2 separate regions of the Mus musculus genome follow, and region 2 is linked to region 1. A link is a contact called in public Hi-C data. All regions are on one chromosome and are shown on one strand. The core of a region is the stretch at or near the end of the contact, and the rest is flanking DNA. Distances in the headings are between cores, read along the strand shown. Region 1 has its middle 200 kb from the start of Gm34499. Region 2 has its middle 32 kb from the start of Gm34756.

Region 1 (4,929 bases), core at 1,839-4,338:
GCAGCATAAACACAGCCAAAGATAGGCTAGTGTGGACGCAGGGATCTCTAGAGCCACTGGGGGGGACTTTGTGTTCATATAGAATTCACCCTGCACTTCTCAGGCAGCCTCTCAGCCTAGGAATAGGCCTCCAGGAAGGTTCTGGCACTCTAGTGGGGTTGAGAACTTCTAGTTTATCCAGCTGTCAGAGGATGATGGTTGCTAATTACACAGAGGGACGCAGCTGGTATCGACAATTACCCTTTTATTGTACCAATATGCTGATAGGACATTGTTTCAGATAAACCAGCTTAGTTTCTACAATGGTGGATTTACAGCCTTGAGTTTGTTTTTTTCCATCTGTGAATTTTCATCCTCAGCTCTTGTTGGCATCTGAAATCTTGGTAAGTTGGGAGGTAATATGTGCTTTTCTTTTAGTTCTCTCTCTCTCTCTTTCTCTCTCTCTCTTTGAGTGGGAGGTCAGCTCTGCCTCATACAGCAAAGTGAAATCAGTTGGATGCTGTTGGTGAAATCTCAAGGATGGCATGGAAGCTAAATTTTAACCGTTAAAATCATTTGAGCTAACCAAATCAACAATAAATCACAAACTCCAGATTTTTGTTTAAAGGGGAGGAGACCAAGCCAGTGGATGTGCAAATTAGCCAGGCCACGACTTGCTGGCTCTCGTTCACTTTGTAAACAAAAGCAGGCCTGAATTCAATCAAACATTACTTGTTAAAGTAAACTCACAAAAAGCTGGTGAGAATTAAAGTAGAACAGAAGATGGCTTTAATAATTTCATTCTCCAGCTCTTAGCTGAAAATAAAAAAAAAAAACCCACCATTCTGATCTGTGGGGCGTGTTCTTCCCCTCAAAACATTAAACAGCATCTCAGTGGGGTTATTCATGTATTTAAAAATGTTACCTGTGGCACTGGGTGAATGACTTCTGAACTCTACATCTGTGGATTTGGTGATATTCTGGTAAGCTTTTAGAAGCTGCATCGAGGGAAGAAACGGGATTGATTGGCTAGCTGAAGGTCTCATTGATTGACAGATAACACATATCTGGTATGCCACACTTGTTTGAAGTGACACCGGGAGATTAGTTATTTCTAGACTCTTTGCTTTGGTCTTTAATCTATGCAGAGCTGTTGAGCTTCCTCTTAAAACTGAGTAATGCCTGAGGGCTTTTGCTCTATGAACTGAAAAATAAGTGGACCATGGTCTTATCCCTCCCCTTCGCCCCTACCCCACTCCCTCCACATAAAGTGTTCTGCTGAGGTTTGGATTCTCAGAGAGGAGCAACAGGAGTACTACCCGAAACCCCGGAAAAGGCAAGTCCAGAGGTTAAATAAAAGTCCAGGCTTTGCCCTACAAGTGCCAGGGCCATGGAAGGAGAATTGAACTTCAGGACAGTGTGCCAGGTCGGGGTTCATACACAGAACCAGAGTTTTCTGTTGGGGCAAGAGGTATAGCTCCCAGTCGTCCACCTGAGCTGTAGCAAGCCTGAGACCCCTTCCACCTGCGAGCTTGAGTGGCCTTCCAGAACCTTAAGATGAATCGACTCATTTCAGGACTGGCCTGTTGATGAGGAAATTCTACCCACCCCAGAAGGTCTCCAGAGAATCCTCCCTGCTTCCTTGCTTTTCTATGTTCTCTGCATTGTTGACAGCGAGGCAGACACAAAATATATTTAGCCTGAAAGATAACACACAGTAACACCATAACAGTGCAGAGAGCGAGCGGGTGAGACCAGACAGGTGCAGTGCACGTCGAGCGAAACCAAAGCAGTAAGAAGCTCTTTGTTCTGGTATGGACTCCAGGAGGCAAACCTCTCCGTGGCCTCATTGAATCAGCCAACACCAACAGTGAACAGCTCGGGAGAACCCCAGGCTGCAGCTTCTTGGCCTGAGTCTGTACTCAGGCGTACCAGTTAGTCATAGAATAACTACTATACGGCCTTGAAGCTTTTACGCACCTGAAGAGGATTCACTTACCGCTTAGTGATGACTGAGAAGTAATTACCACTTGATTGTTAATAATTACCAATTGCAGGCCTATGTGATGACGGTGAACTAAAGGAAGCCTGCTTACAATTTCTTCTGGTCCTGTTGAGGGCTTCTTTCCAAACCACTATGGGAATAGAAACCATGGGGCCCATCCTTTTAGCTATTACCGAGGTTGAGAGAGGACCTATCTCCCTCTTTTTTTTAATCCTCGTTCTTGAAGTTGATGGCTCTGTTTTGAGAACCCCCAAATGGTCATTTTCCCTCCTGGTACTTGAAGATGGCTTTGACCCAACAGTTAACTATAGTGATTGTGCTGGCAAAGGTATTTGGCCTCCCATTCACCTAGCAGAGGGAGGGAAGGTGGGCCTGTATTACTCTCAGGGAGGTCAGGACCCCTGAGTTTTTCCATGTTAAACCTCAGGTTTTCCTCTTTTGTGTCTCTCCCCCTGCCTAGAGACTCAGCACGTCACTTTTCCTAGTGTACATTGTTTGTCTGAAAACACACCTGGAGAGCTGCCTGGTTTGGGAATGACTTAAATTACAAAAAAAGCACAGCTGTCTCTAACAGCTCTAGGAGTTCATGCAACGAGCCTACAATTTATTGAGCAGGATTAGATGCTTATTGCCTATGACACTTTAAATACCATTACATTGAAGTTTATACAAGAAAGTCCAAGTTTAAAACTGGGATCCTAGCAGTAACAGCTGGGCCATTTGTTTATGTGATGGGCAGGAAGGGGAGACTTCTGTAATCTTTGTGTTTGGCTTCAGGATTCTGCTTGGGTGGGGGCAGGCGAATGCAGCTCATTTCGGATTGTCAAGCTGCACTGAACACTGCCAGCTAATTCGTCCCTCATGCGAAGATCTCTGCCAAGCTTCCTCTTGTATCCTCTTGTTCCCTCACACCTGACAAAGCCATGCTTGAAATACTGTAGCCCACCTCAATGACAGCAAGGACTCTGTCGCTAGCGAGCTCACAGCTCTCTCCCCCAGGCGGCTCACATTCCGCATTTTGTTTCTAGCATGAAAGACTTTGTTTTAAATCATAATAGCAACCAGGCTGTAGTCACATTAGAGCGCACATGGAGAACTTGCACGAAGTCATGTGTTTTGGATTTGACATTCTGATTTATGGTTGTGTGCTCCAGTTACACAGCTGCGAGCTCATTTTCCGACAAAGATGTTTTCTATTTTTCTATTACTCTGCTTCACCCCGTCTTTATGTTAGGGAAAATGAAAGCCACCAGGTGAAGTCATAACAGAAGTACAAATGTTTTCGTGTTTGGGTTGGAGAGCGTAATAAATAGTGGATACCAGCATTCCAAACACAGCTTGTTATTTTTGAATAAAAGTATAAAGGGAGTTGCTTACTTAATGTAATCACAAGTTAAAGAGTAAAGAGATCCATGGGAATTTGTTTGTCCAACCCAGAATCATCCTACAAGCTTTCCATGCCCATCACCTGATACCAATTTCCCAGGGAGAAGATGGTAATACTCCATTTTAGATATGTAAGTGAACCCAGCTTCCTCTCCAGAATGCTTAATTCACTAAGCCCAAGAGGTTCAGCACTGGGGACTTGTAAAGGCAGCCTTTGCCAACCTGTAGAAATGAAGATGGTGAAGCAAAGATACCATCACACAGTGGCTGGAGGCAGACCTCAAACAATACCCCCAATTTCTTTGTCTGCCACCCAGTATGTTCCTAACATCTAAATGCACACTGAATGGCACTTTCCACGATCAACTCGATACTTCCCCAAAAGAACATTGTAAATGAGATTCCTATTAATGGTAAGAAAATCCATTCCACTGTTTGGAATATCCTCATTTCTAACCTGTTAGTTATTATTGTTGTTACATGTGGTGACAACTAAGCCCTACTTCTGGCTCTCCAGTACATATCACATGATAATCTACTTTGGTTTCATTCTTGAGGAATGTGACTAGCAAGAAATTAGAGCAGTCTTGTACAAGACAAGGTCTCTGGCTGAACCCGGGGCTCACTGACTGGCCAGGCTGGCTGGCCAGTGTTCTCTGTCATTGAACATGATATGGTGACAAAGTATAAGGAATCAATGACTAGTTTTTCTTTCCTTTTTCCTCTCCTCTTTCTTCCTTCCTCTCCCCCATGCTTCATATTCCTCCCCATTTCTTCTTTGTTTCAAGGTGAAAACCTGGGACATCTAGGAAAATTGACATCAAGACAGAGTGGAAGCCAGAGAGAAATTCCTTTGGCATGGACCAGACTATTGAATCAAGCTTCTGTTGATAAGTCTCACTTTAGTCAAGTCAACATTTTTTTTAATCCCATCTTGGGGTTATTCAGCATACAGCAGGCAGGGTAGAGAAGTAGAAAGGGAGACATTGCCCAGTGTGCCTATAATTCTTCAGACCATCCCTTAGGGACCCAAGTCTTTGTAGGATCTCCTTATTTCCCAATGAGGACATGGAGTGTCTGCCAGAGGCCATATAGGCACTCATACACCATATAAAAAGATGACAGTGGTACCATTGATTGTTGACTAGAGTTTGGAATAGAAAGACCATTTGGCAGATACTCTGAGAAGATGCTGAAAAATGTGTCTTTGACTGACAAGATAAACTAGGAGAAGGTAGTGCTGGCTAGTAATTTAAAATTCTCATTCTGACATTTTGTCAGGATACTTATGTAAAGAACTTTAGAATTTGTCTAGTTCTTTCCACTCAATATTTTTAAAAAAGCTTGATATTGAGTTTTTTTTCCTTTACTTATTTATGTGTGTGTACATGGGTATGCATGTGCACATGAAGACAGCTGAGGGAGTCTGTTATCTCTTTCTACCATGTTGGTGACAGTGGATATGAGCTGATGGGGCCATCCTTGTACCATTACTGATCATTATATACTGATCAGAGGGAGCTCAGCAAGGCACTAAATAGGCTTATGTCTAAGGCCCT
Region 2 (5,144 bases), core at 2,112-4,611, 490 kb after region 1:
CGTGGAACTGTGACAAATATCTGATATGAACAACTTTTGTAAAGGAAAGATCTGCTCATAATTGCAGAGGGTACAGTCAGGATAGTCTCTTGGTCCATGTACTTGGTGGGAGAACATCATGGCAGTGGAAGAAGAGAGCTAGTACCTCCTTCTTCAGACAGAGAGGGGAGGGGGAAGGCACAAAGGAATAGAGAGGGGGAGGAGGGAAGGAAGGAGGGAGGGAGGGAGGGAGGGAGGGAGGGAGGGAGGGAGGGAGGGAGGGACGGAGGGAGGGAGAGTGAATAAGAACAAACCAAGGACAAGATAGCACCCAGGGTCTGTCTCTGATTACCTAGTTTTTCCACCTAAGGCCAACCTCCTACAATTTCCAGAACCCCTCAACAAAAGTGCCTCCAGACCTCAGGCTTGGCAAAGGACTCTGCAGGGGACATTTCAGTACATGTCAGGCTTGGCAAAGGACTCTGCAGGGGACATTTCAGTACACTCCAAGCAGGATGAGGTTGCTGTGGTTTTGTTTTTGGACAGTGCTGGACCAACAGGCAGAAGGCCTCAGCCATGCTAGACCATGTTCTGTTATTGAACTATCTCCCCAGCCCACAACGCACCATTTAATTATGTGTCGGCACATCTATTATTTAATCTTCATTATAATCCCATGGACTGGGAAAACATCGCTCTTCATCTATTATTACAAATTAAAAGGCCAACGGTAGCTCAGTATTGAGACTAGGAGACAAGATAGGTAATTAGTGACAAGGTTTCCATATAAACACTGAACATTAAGGGAAAAGTTGGGGACTGACTGACAAACTTGGAAGAGCTTTTTCCAGTCTGTTTTTGCTCATTTAGTCAAGGTACGGTGGCAAACCAAGACAACAAAACTATTGGCCTTCCTTGTAGAGATGTGTACCTGTTCTGTTGAAAATGTGATGGCTTATATTTGTCCAGAGCTTCTGCCTAAAAGAATAATTTGAGCAAACACAAATTACCTTTTATTCCCAAACTGACCTTCTTGCGATGCATACTAACTGACCAGGATTGAGAAGCCATTGTCCCATTTCAATTCATTTCTTTCTTAAGTTGTCATTTAGCCTTCAGTCTATGAACTCAGAAATGGCTCATGACCTGTTGCCAGGTTGCCAGAGCAAACACATACCAATGATTAGCTTGCTCAGACAGCTCCAGGGCCACTCACACCACATACTTGCCAGCTGGGAGCTTCATGTTTTCAGAGTTTTGCAATCTTTGGTAAATGTGCTAAAATCCATTATTTATGATGACAAGCCCTTCCCTCTGACCCTGTCTAGCATAGACATTCCAGGGATGAAGGAGGATCCATTTATACAGATAAGTCTCTAACACATAAATGGTCCTTAAAACTGACCTTCTCTCAAAGGCCCCAAGATCTCCTTCCCCCCAAAAATCTCCATTTCTAGAACTAGTGGCTGCCCTCAGATTAGACAAGTGATTCTACACTTTGTGCTGTCCGTCCTACAATTTCTTAAAGACTAGAAGAGAAGGCAACAACATTGGCTTATTTTATTGTGTTGATTTTCTTTTGAAAACAGCATCTCCTAGCTACCCTAGGCTGAGCTAAATTCACCATATCCTTACCTCAGCTTTCCTGGGCCTTGGATTGCAGGTGTGTACCACAACCCTGGTCTCTGCAACACACACATTTATTCTTTTCTTCAGTCATTCAACCATGCAACACACTGATGGTGAAAAACATGAGGGTGGGGTGCCCTCTTGGGAATCCCACTCAGCGAAGCACTAACAGCCTTTCAGACCTCTCTGCCCCAGCAAAGTCCATGGGATGGCACAAAGAGGAGGCTTTACCAAGCATTCAGAGACAGGGGGACTGATCAAAGTGTTAGAAAAGACTTCAGGAAAGTGAATGGGGATTTGTGAGCTGGGCTTTGGAGAACAAGGAAGGACTTTCCTCCAGGAGAGATCGGAGGAAGTGGCAGTGCAGGCAGAGAGAATGGTCTAAGCCAAGGACAAGGAAGCAGAAGTGGGGCTGAGAGGTAAGGAGCGCAAATGCGCTGTGTGGTCAGAACACACAACAGAGGCCAAGGATATAATTTGGAACCAAACATCCAAGTCCTTGACCACTTGGATGAATTTCTGCCACCTTACTGAGTCAACAGGAGAGCCATTAAAAGTTTAGACGGAGAAGCAATAGGTGCCAAACAGTGAAACAAAGAGGTTGCTTTGGGGAAAGGTATCAAGTGACCTTTAATTCCTAAAGGTTGGAGTCCAGGGGATGATGGGTAAGGAGTCTTTTACCATAGACTAACTGAGGCAATTAGGTCTTACAGTGAAGCCACAAGAGTGGGAGAGAGGGAATAACAAACAGGATTTGGTATGGAAAGGGGGAGAAATGAAAGGCTAAACTCCCAGGTCTTGAGTCAGTGCCTGGAAAAATTTATATTGTGGATAAAAATGTTTAGACTCAAATTTATACAAAGATTTAGAGATCTTAAAGATTTATTTCAGGACTGCCTGTGGGGTTATCCTTTCCTACCTCTCTAAAAAAATAAAATAAGAAAGAGAGAATGAAAGAACGAAAGAACAAAAGGAAGGAGGGAGGGAGGGAGGGAGGGAGGGAGGAAGGAAGGAAGGAAGGAAGGAAGGAAGGAAGGAAGGAAGGAAGGAAGGAAGGAAGGAAGGAAGGAAGGAAAAGGAAGACTATTATTTTCGAGAATGGGCCCGGACAGCTGGTGGCTTTCACCACATTCTTCCATAAGGCCTCTTTTTCCATGGGATTAGCTGTTTTGGAGTGGAGTGTTGGAAAGAAAAACAGACAGTTCTCACTATGATCAGTCTAATGTCTACCTTGCTGCCATTCCTACTTTGACAGTCTATACAACATGCATGGGTCTTCCCAAGGTCCACTGAGATCTAGGCAATGAAAAACTCCTTCTGAGGGAGAGAGACATAGAGGCACTCCATTGAGAGTGTCACAGACACATGGGTCAGTTCTGACAGCACTCACTATGGAGCACTGAGGTATGGAAGGGAACCTCTTTAATCCCCCTCAACCACAGGAACCAAGGTGGCTCTGGGAACAGCAGGTCCCTCAGTTCAAATGACATGGGAAATACTCCATCTCCCCAATGTCCCAGCATGGATGGTGACATTCTGCATGAAGGAGCAGGCCTATGGGAAAGTCAGGGATATCCTCCTCACCTCCGGTGGATGAGGCCAAGAGAAAGAGAACAGGTACCATTCTCAGCATTGGGAAACCTAACCTGTCTACACAAACAATTAACCTAAAAGGCCACTCTGTACTCTCCCAGTGGGCCCAGATGTTGCACTTCACTGTAGGTAAACGTTATTTTTAGAGACATAAGAATCCAGCATCCAAAATTTATCACCCATCTGAGTGGGAGACATAGAGCCCAGAACAGATTTATATGTTTAGGGGGTAGGAGTGGAGTTTAAGCTCAATAAAATCTTAACTATGCTTTACTTTTTAATTTAACTTTCAAACATTGCTTTCCTGTTTTGTGACTGAGACTCTTGCACATGTCACCCTTTTAGTGAAGTATCACAGGAAAGACATTTTTGTGGTGTTTAATGGAAATAATTTTTCTTGCGGTGTTGCTCTGATACCCTGGGAAACTGGCTGTAGGAGCCGTCTTGGGCTAATTTATTAAGCAGTCACTAGTTTAAAACAACTTACCCTGTTTCAGCTCACTGGAGATCTGTTACTGGCTCTTGGGAAGACAAAAAAGAGCTGAAGACTGATAAATTTTGTAGATCATCTTGATACAGACAAAAGGAAGTGCTGGTGTTGTGTATTTCAAGGCCAGGCAGGGGCAGAACACACTGGCATGAGTCTATGGATGAAGGCTTAAATACCAGCGGCAATTCATTCGAATAACAGTGGACTGGGCTGGAGCTCCGACAGTGTGGCTGAACACTCTAAAGAAATGTTCAGACTCTCTCTCTGGAACACATTTTCATAAGAAATGCCTTCTAAACCATGCATATAGCCCTAACCATAGGAAATGAAGAGTTCTGTCTGCAGAGAAAGCCACTGATGATCCCTACAGATGTTAGAATCTGTGCTTTCTCCAGATGCCCTAGGACCGAAGGAAGGCCTTGGCCTTGATGGTACATTGGAATCACCAGGGAGCGTCACAAAGCTCAGAGGCCTGGATCCTGTCTTGTAGGTTTAATGACTTTGGTCTGGAGTTTAGCCTGAGATGGAGGAGTTCTAAATCCACGAGATTCTACCATGCAGTTAAAAGTCCAAGAACCACTGCCCTGGAAAGTAGACATAGATCTGCCTGATATCCCAGAGCTGTCAGGCAACTGTGCTGACCGAATGTAGGAGCTCTTCTTAAAATGTAACTCATGGTCGCCGAGCATCAGCAGAGGATCCACAGTAAACTGCTTCAGGGTGGACCCTCAATTCCAAATGCTGTGCCATGTGAAGGAAGCTTTGGGACAGAGCAAACAAAACGAGAGACATTGAGGAGATGGAAAAATCACTTTCACTGGGTTTTAAACTGGGCTGCCCACCTCCCAAGACAACTTGGCCCTGACCCTTTCATCAGAGTTAGAGGGACTCCTGAGCAAAAGCACTTTTGTTTGTTAATTTGTTCATTTTAAATTTCTTTTATTTATTTTTATGTTATTTATTACTTATCCTTCAAAAATTACATATATATATATATATATAAAATCCCTCTCACATCTTACATCCCTCACACTCCCATAGAACCTCTTTGTCTCCCCAACAAGTTAGCCCTCCTACCCATGTCTCTCTGTGTGCACCCCACTGTATTGAATTAAAATTGCTCCTCTCTGTGTGTACCCCACTGTATTGAATTAAAATCGCTCACATAAGCTTGACTGAGAGGTTATTTTTCACGAGCAAAGGCAACTTACTCTACATCACCGAGGACTCTCTTCCCTCCCAGCATCTATTAACTAACTGCCTGTGGCTCCTTAGGAAGGACTGAGGGCCTCATGAGTCTCCCTCCTCAGGCTCAATGGGAAGTTAGCGGTCCTAGGCTTAAGCAGGTCTTGTGCAGGTAAGCATCCATTCTGTGAGAATCCATGCCCACATGTCCAGAAGGCAGCATCTCACGACATCCCTCTCCATCTTCTGACTTTCATATTCTCCCATC

What was found. A called contact is a pair of places that touch in the nucleus more often than the background predicts.
Region 2: a Hi-C map of nephron progenitors shows a contact between it and region 1, with 1.6 times the contacts expected there. The contact joins two enhancer-like sites. A contact is called at or near these places in 1 of 15 datasets of contacts at CTCF or cohesin (the NIH/3T3 cell line) and 3 of 484 Hi-C or Micro-C datasets (liver and nephron progenitors).

The regions. Positions count from the first base shown.
Region 1 is chr14:46,016,848-46,021,776 of GRCm38.p6, forward strand. No RefSeq gene overlaps it. Among named protein-coding and RNA genes, the nearest start is that of Gm34499, 200 kb to the right of the region's middle. Within about 2 kb of position 3,089, at least 21 of the 459 cell types and tissues checked have an H3K27ac peak or open chromatin away from gene starts, as enhancers often do. A contact at or near this core is called in nephron progenitors, where this site is marked.
Region 2 is chr14:46,511,115-46,516,258 of GRCm38.p6, forward strand. No RefSeq gene overlaps it. Among named protein-coding and RNA genes, the nearest start is that of Gm34756, 32 kb to the left of the region's middle. Within about 2 kb of position 3,362, at least 6 of the 459 cell types and tissues checked have an H3K27ac peak or open chromatin away from gene starts, as enhancers often do. A contact at or near this core is called in nephron progenitors, where this site is marked.